2 separate regions of the Zea mays genome follow, and region 2 is linked to region 1. A link is a contact called in public Hi-C data. All regions are on one chromosome and are shown on one strand. The core of a region is the stretch at or near the end of the contact, and the rest is flanking DNA. Distances in the headings are between cores, read along the strand shown.

What was found. A called contact is a pair of places that touch in the nucleus more often than the background predicts.
Region 2: a Hi-C map of tassel shows a contact between it and region 1, with 4 times the contacts expected there. The contact joins the promoter of LOC118476023 here to the enhancer-like site in region 1. A contact is called at or near these places in 7 of 25 Hi-C or Micro-C datasets (ear, leaf, tassel and 1 more).

Annotation. Positions count from the first base shown.
Region 1 is chr1:89,365,650-89,371,057 of Zm-B73-REFERENCE-NAM-5.0, reverse strand. No RefSeq gene overlaps it. Among protein-coding and RNA genes, the nearest start is that of LOC100276790, 93 kb to the right of the region's middle. Within about 2 kb of position 1,992, at least 17 of the 20 cell types and tissues checked have an H3K27ac peak or open chromatin away from gene starts, as enhancers often do. A contact at or near this core is called in ear, leaf and tassel, where this site is marked.
Region 2 is chr1:89,478,666-89,484,073 of Zm-B73-REFERENCE-NAM-5.0, reverse strand. LOC118476023 reads right to left here and starts at 3,362. Exons shown (of 3, transcript XM_035964048.1): 1 at 2,957-3,362; 2 at 1-1,495. The coding sequence starts at 1,448.

The sequences.
Region 1 (5,408 bases), core at 743-3,242:
CCGAAAAGCCATCGCAGCATGATCGACCCGAGAACCTCCCTATACTAGTAGCTCCTCACACCGTGGTTGCCCCTTTCGTGTAAGGTAGTCCTCCACTAGTTTTCCTAATTAGTCAGCTAAGGGCGTCCCATACCACCCTTGTGGTGGCACTTTTTTCTTGAGTGATTCTCCATGTTATGATTAACGAAATGATTTTATCATGAACAATAATAGATAATCAACAATAATAAATCATAATGAAACATGGTCATGAATCATAAGTATAATTAATCCCAAAACCAGGTAGAGCAACAATAAAAATACCCAATAATTCATTTGTTTGCAAGGTGTAGGGTAAACAAAACAAGGTAACCTATTAGGTCTCATTAGCTTAACCAAAATGTGTCACAGTTATTAATAGAACATTATTAGGTAAAAGAATGTGATCAATGACATAACTTGCCTTCAACGAGCTCCTACTTAGAATCTTACACCTGATGTGCTTCGGGTTCCTCAGTGACTTGCTTTTCCACTCGTATCGATACAAACAACAATATAGGAGCAATATTAACATCACACCAAACATGAGAACAATCTGCATAACATTATTCTACACGTTGTTATAAAGCCGTAGGTTTGAGAACCACTAAAGTCGGAGTTAAAGTGAATTAGATATGGGTTTTCTAAGTTTTCTAAGTCATTTTATATTAATAATTCACTTAAAATGTTTCTCAGGTTTTTTTTCACAATTTCCTATTTATTTATTTATTTATTTATTTATTTTAATACGAAAAGTGGACAACAACTTCTATTATTGGAAAGTTCAAGGTTCATTTGACAAAAACATGGACCTTTTTGTGACGATTCCTATACATGGGTGAATTGTGGTTTGATACTAATAAAATTCAGGGGCTCTTTCATTAAATAGACACGGCCTGCATAACTAGGAGCGTTATAGGCCACCCGATCAAGCACCAACAACCTAGATTTGATCGCGAACCGGAACACATATCCATGCTAAGAACTTGCCACGCATACGAGGAGTGCTTAGGACTGCACGTTCAAAGATCAACGATCCAGAAACAAGACCCGAACCGATATTCCACAATCCAATAATCACCGCCCGCTAGCCGATCAGCGGCTAGGGTATCACCCTCCTCGTGCCAGCCCGGAGCGATGGTGATCTGCCAGCTGCGGCGACAGCATGGCCATGGTACATCAAACTTGGACACAGGCACCCAAACTATCAATCGAGCGATGATACGTGATGCTACGGAAATAGCGAAGTAGTCCAGGGGACTCTCCCACATGGTTTGTGTTAGTTTGCCCTGACGACGACATAGGGCAGATTGGGAACACAATACCCGCCCTAGTGAGCTATTACAGGCATCTCAATGCCCCAATCCGATCCGAACTCGGTGTACACAACAATAGAGACGAGGCAAACACAAGGAAAGAGTCTTACCGAAACTAGCAGCTGTAGGGTAGGCCGACCACGGCGCTGTGTGGGTTCATTGTGTCCGAATTGTTCTAGTGAGCAATCGGCACTAGCTCCGCCCATGCTCCGGTTTGATTGGGCGCCGAGCGGATTGCACACGCTCCCGCGATGCTTCAAGGCTTGGCACTAGGATTTCGCCGGTGGTATGTGGTCGAATCAATAGCAGCGACAAAACCCTTCTCTTTCTGCCTCTCCTCGGTGGTGGGGCTCACAGTAATTTGGGTTCATGGCTGGATGGTCGAGGGCACGGGGTAGGCTCGCATTTGTATGCCAGCGTGGTTAGAGTTTGCTACACTGACGTTGAAGCATGAGACCAAGATCCTGGGTGGATACCCCGACATTTGGTTATGATCACACGAAAAAGATATGCAAGACAGGGAGGTCCCACATGTTGGCCAGAGCGATTAGGAGCGCCAAGGGAATGTCGCTATGCAATGGGTCCACACTATAGTGGTAGAGGGCCCATGCAGGATGAAACCGGAAGCGGGCCATAAGAGTTGGAGCCGGGGTGTGGCTAGGCTATGGGATTGCGGTAGTGCGCCGACTAGCATGGAGGTAGGCTAGGCCGTGGATACGTGAGGGGATAGTAAGAAGTTTGGGCTGGCTTGAGAAACGACCTAGGAGTAGGTTTGTTCATTCTTTCTTTTTCTATTTTCATTTTCTGATTTCAATTTGAATTTCAAGTTTAACTTTTTACATCCAGTTTTAATCTCAAACTTCTAGTTTAGTTCAAAATGAAACAATCAAGGAGACCCAACATGATATGCAAATAATATTTATTCATTTATTTATTTAGAAGAATGTGCTTTAATAATAACTCACATACTAGCATAAATTCTAATGTTAACTCATCAATATCAAAGGAACTTACTTGACTTCCTTAAAACCATATTTTAGGGTTTACACTAACAAACATTCAAACTAATCATATGCACAAGATATGTGAAGTGTAAGCATTTTGATTCAGTTTTAAGCAATTCAAAAGAGAAGTTCACCACTAAAGACAAAAGTAGGCATATAGTAAGCTGGAAATCAACTAAGTGCAAGTCAAGGTAAACCAGGTGAGTTACCCCAAACATCGATCACTCATTATGCTATAAACATATCTAAAAAAGATATCAGTTGAAATTTTCAAGATTTATCGGATTTTGTAGCATATTACATGTTTCACTTAAAAGCATGTGAGCGCAAGAGGTTGTAAGCACTATCATTGTCTAACTTTTCAACCAGGTGTAGCCTATGCAGAAAAGTAATCAAAAGCTGAAAACACTGGTTTCGATCATCCACTACCCTGCTCAAGTTCATCCAAATGTGCAAATGGAAGCAGCCTCGATACACAGAGGTGGGGACTAATGCAAACCCATCTTGATCTCTATGAATTGTTCACTTATCTTGATTTTGATTTTAAGCACATAGTTTATGATTCAAGACAATGAATGACTCATAGCATGAGACAGACACCTAGCATACTAGTGACAACACAAAGGATTTCAAACACATCCTACACATGCTAGGTGCCAATCTCAAATGGTGAACATGTTTTGGATTTAGCAAGATGAAAGGGAAATAGGGTAAAACCTTTTCCTAAATAATTTTGGTGGTTGAATTGCCCAACACAAACAATTGGACTAACTAGTTTGCTCTAGATTATAAGTTCTACAGGTGCCAAAGGTTCAACACAAACCAATAAAAAGTCCAAGTTAGGGTCCAAAAAAGAAAGGAGCAAAACCAACCGATGGCTGCCCTAGTCTGGCGCACCGGACTGTCCGGTGCACCACCGGACAGTGTTCGATGCACCAGGGAGATACACTCCGAACTGCTCAGCTTCGGGTTTCTAGAAAAGTCACTCCGCTATAATTCACCGGACTGTCCGTTGTGCCACCGGACTGTCTGGTGTGCCAAGCGGAGCAATGGCTACTGAGCCAACGGTCGTCTGCAAAAAGTGAACAGTGCGTGAACAGTGCGTGGACAGCGCGCGTAGAGTCAGAGCAGGCGCCAGAAGGCACACCGGACAGTGAACAGTGACTGTCCGGTGCACCACCGGACTGTCCGGTGGCCCCATCTGTCAGAGCTCCAACGGTCGAACCCTAACGGTTGGGTGACATGGTTGGCGCACCGGACTGTCCGGTGGCCCCATCTGTCAGAGCTCCAACGGTCGAACCCTAACGGTTGGGTGACATGGTTGGCGCACCGGACTGTCTGGTGCGCCCATCGACAGACAGCCTCCCAATGACCACTTTGGTGGTTGGGGCTATAAATACCCCCCAACCACCACACTTCAAGGCATCCAAGTTTTTTAGACTTCACATTCAATACAAGAGCTAGTTGAAAGTCGCCTAGAGGGGGGTGAATAGGGCGAATCTGAACTTTAACAACTTAATCACAACTACAAGTCGGGTTAGCGTTAGAAATATAATCGAGTCCGAGAGAGAGGGTGCAAAACAAACAAACCGCAAGCGAATAAAGAGTATGACACGCGGATTTGTTTTACCGAGGTTCGGTTCTTGCAAACCTACTCCCCGTTGAGGTGGTCACAAAGACCGGGTCTCTTTCAAACCTTTCCCTCTCTCAAACGGTCCCTCGGACCGAGTGAGCTTCTCTTCTCAAATCAATTGGGAATCAAACTTCCCGCAAGGACCACCACACAATTGGTGTCTCTTGCCTTGCTTACAAATGAGATGATCGCAAGAAAGAACGAAAGAACGAAGCAATCCAAGCGCAAGAGCTCAAAAGAACACAACAAATCTCTCTCACTTATCACTAAAGCTTTGTGTGGAATTGGGAGAGGATTTGATCACTTGGGTGTGTCTAGAATTGAATGCTAGAGCTCTTGTAAGTAGTTGGAAGGTAAAAAACTTGGATGACTTGAATGTGGGGGTGGTTTGGGTATTTATAGCCCCAACCACCAAACTAGCCGTTTGGTGGAGGCTGCTGTCGCATGGCACACCGGACAGTCCGGTGCGCCAGCCACGTCACCAGGCCGTTGGGTTCTGACCGTTGGAGCTCTGACGTGTGGGCCCGCCTGGCTGTCCGGTGGTGCACCGGACAAGTCCTGTAGACTGTCCGGTGTGCCACCCACTCGTGCTCTACTCCTCTACGCGCACAGGCGCGCATTTAATGCATTGCAGTCGACCATTGCGCGCGAAGTAGTCGTTGCTCCGTTGGCTCACCGGACAGTCCGGTGTGCACCGAACATGTCCAGTGAATTTTAGCGGAGCGGAAATCCGAAGCTGGCGAGTTCAGAGTCGCTCTCCCCTGGGGCATCGGACACTGTCCGGTGAATTATAGCGGAGCGCCTCAGAGAATTCTTGAAGGTGTTGAGTTTGTCTTGGAGTTCCCTGGTGCACCGGACACTGTCCGGTGGCACACCGGACAGTCCGATGCGCCAGACCAGGGAGCACTTCGGTTATCCCTTGCTCTCTTTGTTGAACCCTTTTCTTGGTCTTTTTATTGGCTTATTGTGAGCCTTTGGCACCTGTAGAACTTATAGACTAGAGCAAACTAGTTAGTCCAATTATTTGTGTTGGGCAATTCAACCACCAAAATCATTTAGGAAATAGGTGTAAGCCTAATTCCCTTTCAATCTCCCCCTTTTTGGTGATTGATGCCAACACAAACCAAAGCAAGTATAGAAGTGCATAGTTGAACTAGTTTGCATAATTGTAAGTGCAAAGGTTACTTAGAATTGAGCCAATATAAATACACATAGGATATGCATGGATTGTTCCTTTGTTTTTAACATTTTGGATCACGCTTGCACCACTTGTTTTGTTTTTGCAAATTCTTTTGTAAATGCTTTTCAAAGCCCTTTTGCAATATAGTCAAAGGTAAATGAATAAGATTTTGAGAAGCATTTTCAAGATTTGAAATTTTCTCCCCCTGTTTCAAATGCTTTTTCTTTGACTAAACAAAACTCCCCCTTAATGAAATC
Region 2 (5,408 bases), core at 2,113-4,612, 110 kb before region 1:
CAGAGACAAGATGTTGATAGATCTGAGTCAATCCTTGTAGTATTTTGTCTTTGCACCAGATCATTTCTGGTATGTCCAGACATTGAATTATTGACAGCATTGCAGAATGATGGTCGAATGGCATCTGTACATTGAATTCTCTCAACAGCAGAACTCCGTCTTGCATGAGCAATGTCATACAAAACAAATTCAGTGGTGGCTGAGGTCTTTAAAATACCATCTTCTCCAACGCTAGAGTACAAAAAGGAAGACACATGCATCTGGCCTACAATTGGAGGTAGACACCCATGCCTGTCCTTTGAGGTTCTTCCCACAGTGCTTGTTTGCTTGCCACTGCTATGAAAAGTGTAAATCCAATTCAGTTCATCCCCAGCTTTCCATGTATTAACATATATTAACTCTTCTGGACCTTTTGTACTAAACGCGAAACCGAAAGCACCATTATTTGGGTCCAATTTAATAACAGCATGAAGATGAGTTGGCGATGAAGTAACGGTCAATTTCTGGGCTTCCCCATCTGTCTGGCAATCAGGTGCAAGTCTTTGCTCAGCCCTTGAGATATCACTTAATAAAGATTTGCGTAATACCCTGCCTTTTCCTCCAAATGGAATACTACTAGATTTTGAATCTTCTGTTTCCAGCAGAGAAGGGTTCCGTTGAGACTTCGACTTCATGATAGGATCAAGAATTTTCTTGAATGGACTAGAACGAATCTTTTTGTTGCCAACACACTCTGATGGGCAGGTAGCATCAAAAACACCCACCTTCGTTGACAAGGACTTGGGCAAATTAACTACATCTCTTTCATCAGGACAAAAACCAACTGGCTGTTGGCAATATGATCCTCCAACTTTGCTACAACTGTCTTCTGGCCAATGAGGGGTTGCATTTGTGCATGAACCATTGGTGGTATCTTCTTCAAGCGCTTTCTCCAGGAAACTGTCTACTGCATCAATTTTCAACAAATTGCAGTCCCTGCGTGGTCTCTCGAGTGTCAAATCATCCTCAGGAATCTCATGGAGTGAAAACCTCATAACCTCCCTGGAAGCTTGATGAATTCTATGGTTTGTCCCCATAGAAGACCTTGTGTTGCATGAATTGCTCCGCAGTGGAAAGGAGCAAGCACCACTTGTGCTAGGCCGAGAGGACAAATTGGCAACCTCAAAGGACATAAATGTGTCTTTATTGCTCGAATAATTTAGTTTGCTCCTCCCTTGGAGATTCCTGAGTCTGCTAACCTCTCTGGAACTCTGGTACATAGAACCGCGCTTGTGCATGATGCCATCTTCTGGGTTTGTGTCTCGATATCTTGAAGGCAAACTTTTGCAGTGGAAATTAGGGATCCTGTCAAGGCACGGTTCTCCCTCATCTGTGCATTTCAATCTGTGAAACTTGCTTCCTTCTGTTTCTCTGCTGGTGCTCTCAGTTTCTTCACCGATTGATTTCATGCTTTCCTTACCAGCTCTTAGCCGAGAACGGCTCCCTATAGAGGCAACTGCAAATGAAACAGCAAACATAGCTAGCTACTTAGTTCCAAAATTCACACATGTTTTCTTAGGACAAAGCTGATAAGCTAGTCATAAATGGGAGGCAATAAGAGTTTTTTTTATGGCGCATAAGCTAGTCATAAGTAAGGAACATCAAAGCAAAAGGTCCATGTTCTACCTATTAATGGAACTACCTGCAGCTCTCTGTTTGATAAAGGGGAAAAAGTGAGAGGTCAAACTTGAAAATAGTTGCAACTTGCAAGCAGTTCTTGCAGGAAAGCTACTACATCACGCAAACAAGAAATACTGGAAACACATTATTAGAGATGGCAACGGGTACAAACCCGTCGGGTTTTGTTATCCCAAACCCGTACCCGTGAAAAATATTTACGCCCATTAAAAAACCCGTACCCATGACGGGTTTGGAATTTTGCCCAAACCCGTACCCATCGGGTTCGCGGGTACCCACGGGTTACCCGCGGGTTTTATCTCCAATATGCTTATTCTTTTTATAATCAATAAGTATCGTAATGATTAATGAGATCATGGTCCAAAATTTATGTAATGAACAACGAGTTCATGATTTGTTATAAAAATATTAATAGAGAGAATTAAATACAAATAATAAGTTGTATAATCAAGTTACCTTGCACTAGGTTATACATCCACCACATATATAACACTAGTAATAACTATAATAGCAAGCAAGCAACACTCTCACCAACTACTTATACATTCACTATTTGATAAAAATTAGGAAGTAAATAGGTAGATAACAAGTTTGTTGTTCGTTTATAAAATAAAATGACAATATGCACTAGGTTTGGTCGGGTTTAAAAAACCCACGGGTTCACGGGTTTGGGTACTATAGGAACAAACCCGTACCCATGAACCCGTCGGGTATACATTTATGCCCATTAACAAACCCATGGGTATGAAAATTGACCCAAACCCGTACCCTAATGGGGTAAAAACCCATCGGGTTTCGGGTTTCGGGTACCCATTGCCATCTCTACACATTATGCATCGACCAACATTTTGCTCTGGGTAAAACAAAACGACCCTATTATTTTCCCCCAATAAACACAGTATATACGGTTTCGTGTCCTTAAACGAGATTCAGAGTTCACCAAAACCGCACAGTTAATCCCATAAAACCCCAAACATTTGCACATTTGAATAAATCGGGCTACCAAATAGTCAACCCCTCCTCCTGAAACTCACACCCCTGCATGAAATCCAAGTATCTCATCGATAGACGTCCGCGCATTTGTTGAAGAAATGGGTTTGTTTTTCACTAAGAAAATCTGTCCCCGCCATCCTCAAACCCAACTTTGGCCTATCTCCAGCGCCCGAATCCCCACCCATTGATCTTCAGCATTAGCGTAGCGAAGTAGCAAAAATGGCAGAAGTTCGAAACTGAATGAACTCGGTACCGGCCCCAGAAACGAACCGGCAAATCCCATTACCTCGGTCACGGTGAGAACCAGATCAACGCAGCAGAGCTGTGGAGGAAGTGGATTCCTCGCGCCTCCTCGCTCCCTATCTCCCGCGCGGGCGCAAAACCAAAACGCATTGGTGTGGGGACCTGAGAGAGTTGGGGGCGAGTGGGTGGGTGAGCTTGCTGACCTACTCTACTCTACTCTACTCCCTTGGCGGCTGTCCGGCTGAATGACTGAAGTAGGGAAGCTAGTGGTCTGTGGCCTGAAGTCTGGAGAGTGCTCTGAAATCTCAAATCCGCGTCTTTCGATCCGAGTACAAAATAGCATAAGCTCGAGGGACTGGAGTTCAAGATTTGCCGGAAGTATCGAGTTTAGGTGCTTTGGAACAGCACTTTAGCGCATCTCGAGCTCAAGGTGTCTCCTCTAGTTGCATGCTAATTAAGGACATTAGGTCACGTATAGTCGAGAGACACCAAAACGGTTCTCTAACAACAAGATATAACTAAGATACTCTATTATACAATGAAGTGTTTATAAATGTAGTCTATTAATAAATATATAATTAAATAAGTTTATACAACATCATATTGATAGAACAGACGACGAATTCGTACAGTGTGAAGTGAGGCGTCTGTTGCTACTTGGGTTACGAGCCAGATTCGTCTTTTCGCGGAGAGACGACTCCACGTTTTTTGCGAATACCCCTTTAAACACCTAAGGGCATCTACATTAAACACCATTGTACATGCTCTTAGTCTCCAGCGGTTTTCAAAATTTACTAATGTTGGCATCTTTTTAGGCCAAATACTAACGAACCTAGGACCTTCACGCGACGTGCAGAATCCTGGGGTCAGTTCTACGGGATGCCGGATGGGCCGCGATAGAGCGTCGGACCGTCCATGATACAGAGAGAGCTCTCGGATAAACCTAGATCTCGCCTTTTGTGAGGGACCCCATCGGAGAGAAGAGACCGTAGGGTTGCTTAGGGATCGACAAACCACCTAAAGCACAAAAGAGGTGAAGACTGAGATTAGGAAATTACAACTAGCGCTATGTTACATCTAGACCTAAGACATGAAGATAAAATAATGTAAATAGATTGGTTTATGGATTGTGCGCGTCTCAATCAGTCATACCCCTTCATATTTATAGGGAAGGAGGTTTGTACCTTACTCTAAGCGAAGTACAATAAGATATCGTAAGAAATAGGAAAGATCTCACAACACATCAGGACTCACGCTCAAACTAATCTAATCCTGAACAGTACTGACTAATAAGCCAAACTGTCTGAGAGCCGGACCGTCCAAGCTTACCTGCGGACCGTCCGACATTATCTGCCAAATTTCATTTTCAACATATTCCCTGCCATTTTGGTGGAGGTCACGAACCAAACGCACTTATACTACCAGTTTTCTGCGAATAGAACCCGCCATCCTTATACTTTATGCGCAGGCCCCTGAGTTATTACAAATAGACCCTATCCTTTTAAATAATTACAAATTATGGTTTAATTTTTTATTTCAAACTTTCAAACTTGTTTATTTCATATCTTTTACATATGAACTCCAAATTTAGTGATTCAAATTGTAAAATGTTCATAGGATTATTCTCTGTTTAAATAAATTAGTTACATTTACATTATGTACATTCTAATTTTATGGTTAACTATGAACTAGTATATGTATAGATTTGTTTATTTAAAAAAATAAAAAGGGGAAAACCCTAGAGATTAAAAGCATGTTTAATCTTGTGAGATTAATAATGTATATTACATGAATTCATCTCTGGTCTAACTTTTAGGTCACAATAAAATAAATTGAACTAGGTTATGTAAATATGGACAACACTTAAAGAATAATCTATTTCTAAATGAAATTAGTTCATGCTATACTTTGATCTAATTATTCTTTATTTAGTATTGTGCCTTTTAAGATGTATTATAATGTTTGTACATGTTTGGTGTGCTGTTCATTTGTGCTTTCCAAATGTATTGAATGCATGCTCGCTTTATTTAGACAACGAGCAGTCCGAGGTTCATGAGTGTGTTGCTGGAGACCTCCCTGAGCAACAACCTGGTGAACGCAAGTGTCTTCTGACCTATTATGTCCTACATACTCTATAGTTCACTGTCCCACATTATTTTATGAAACCTAAGGATTGACTAGTCTATATTTACTTATCCTTGTTTAACTTTTTGGGTTATCATGGTTAGCATCTTGCTTTTGTCTTAACTTAATCAATGAACATGATGTGATTATTTATGATACGATGATGTTATCCCAATGATGATATTGTGATACTCTAGAGGCTCAGGCCTTTTTCCTGAGTACCTCTCCGTAAGGACCTGTTCGTGGAGTGATCACCCGGGATAACAGTGCAACCATGAGGGTGGAATGGGATGCCCTTAGCTGATTAATTAGATGAACCTAGGGGTGTAGTTGCCTGAGGGCCGTCAATGGGGGCCGAGGCGTAGTGCTCG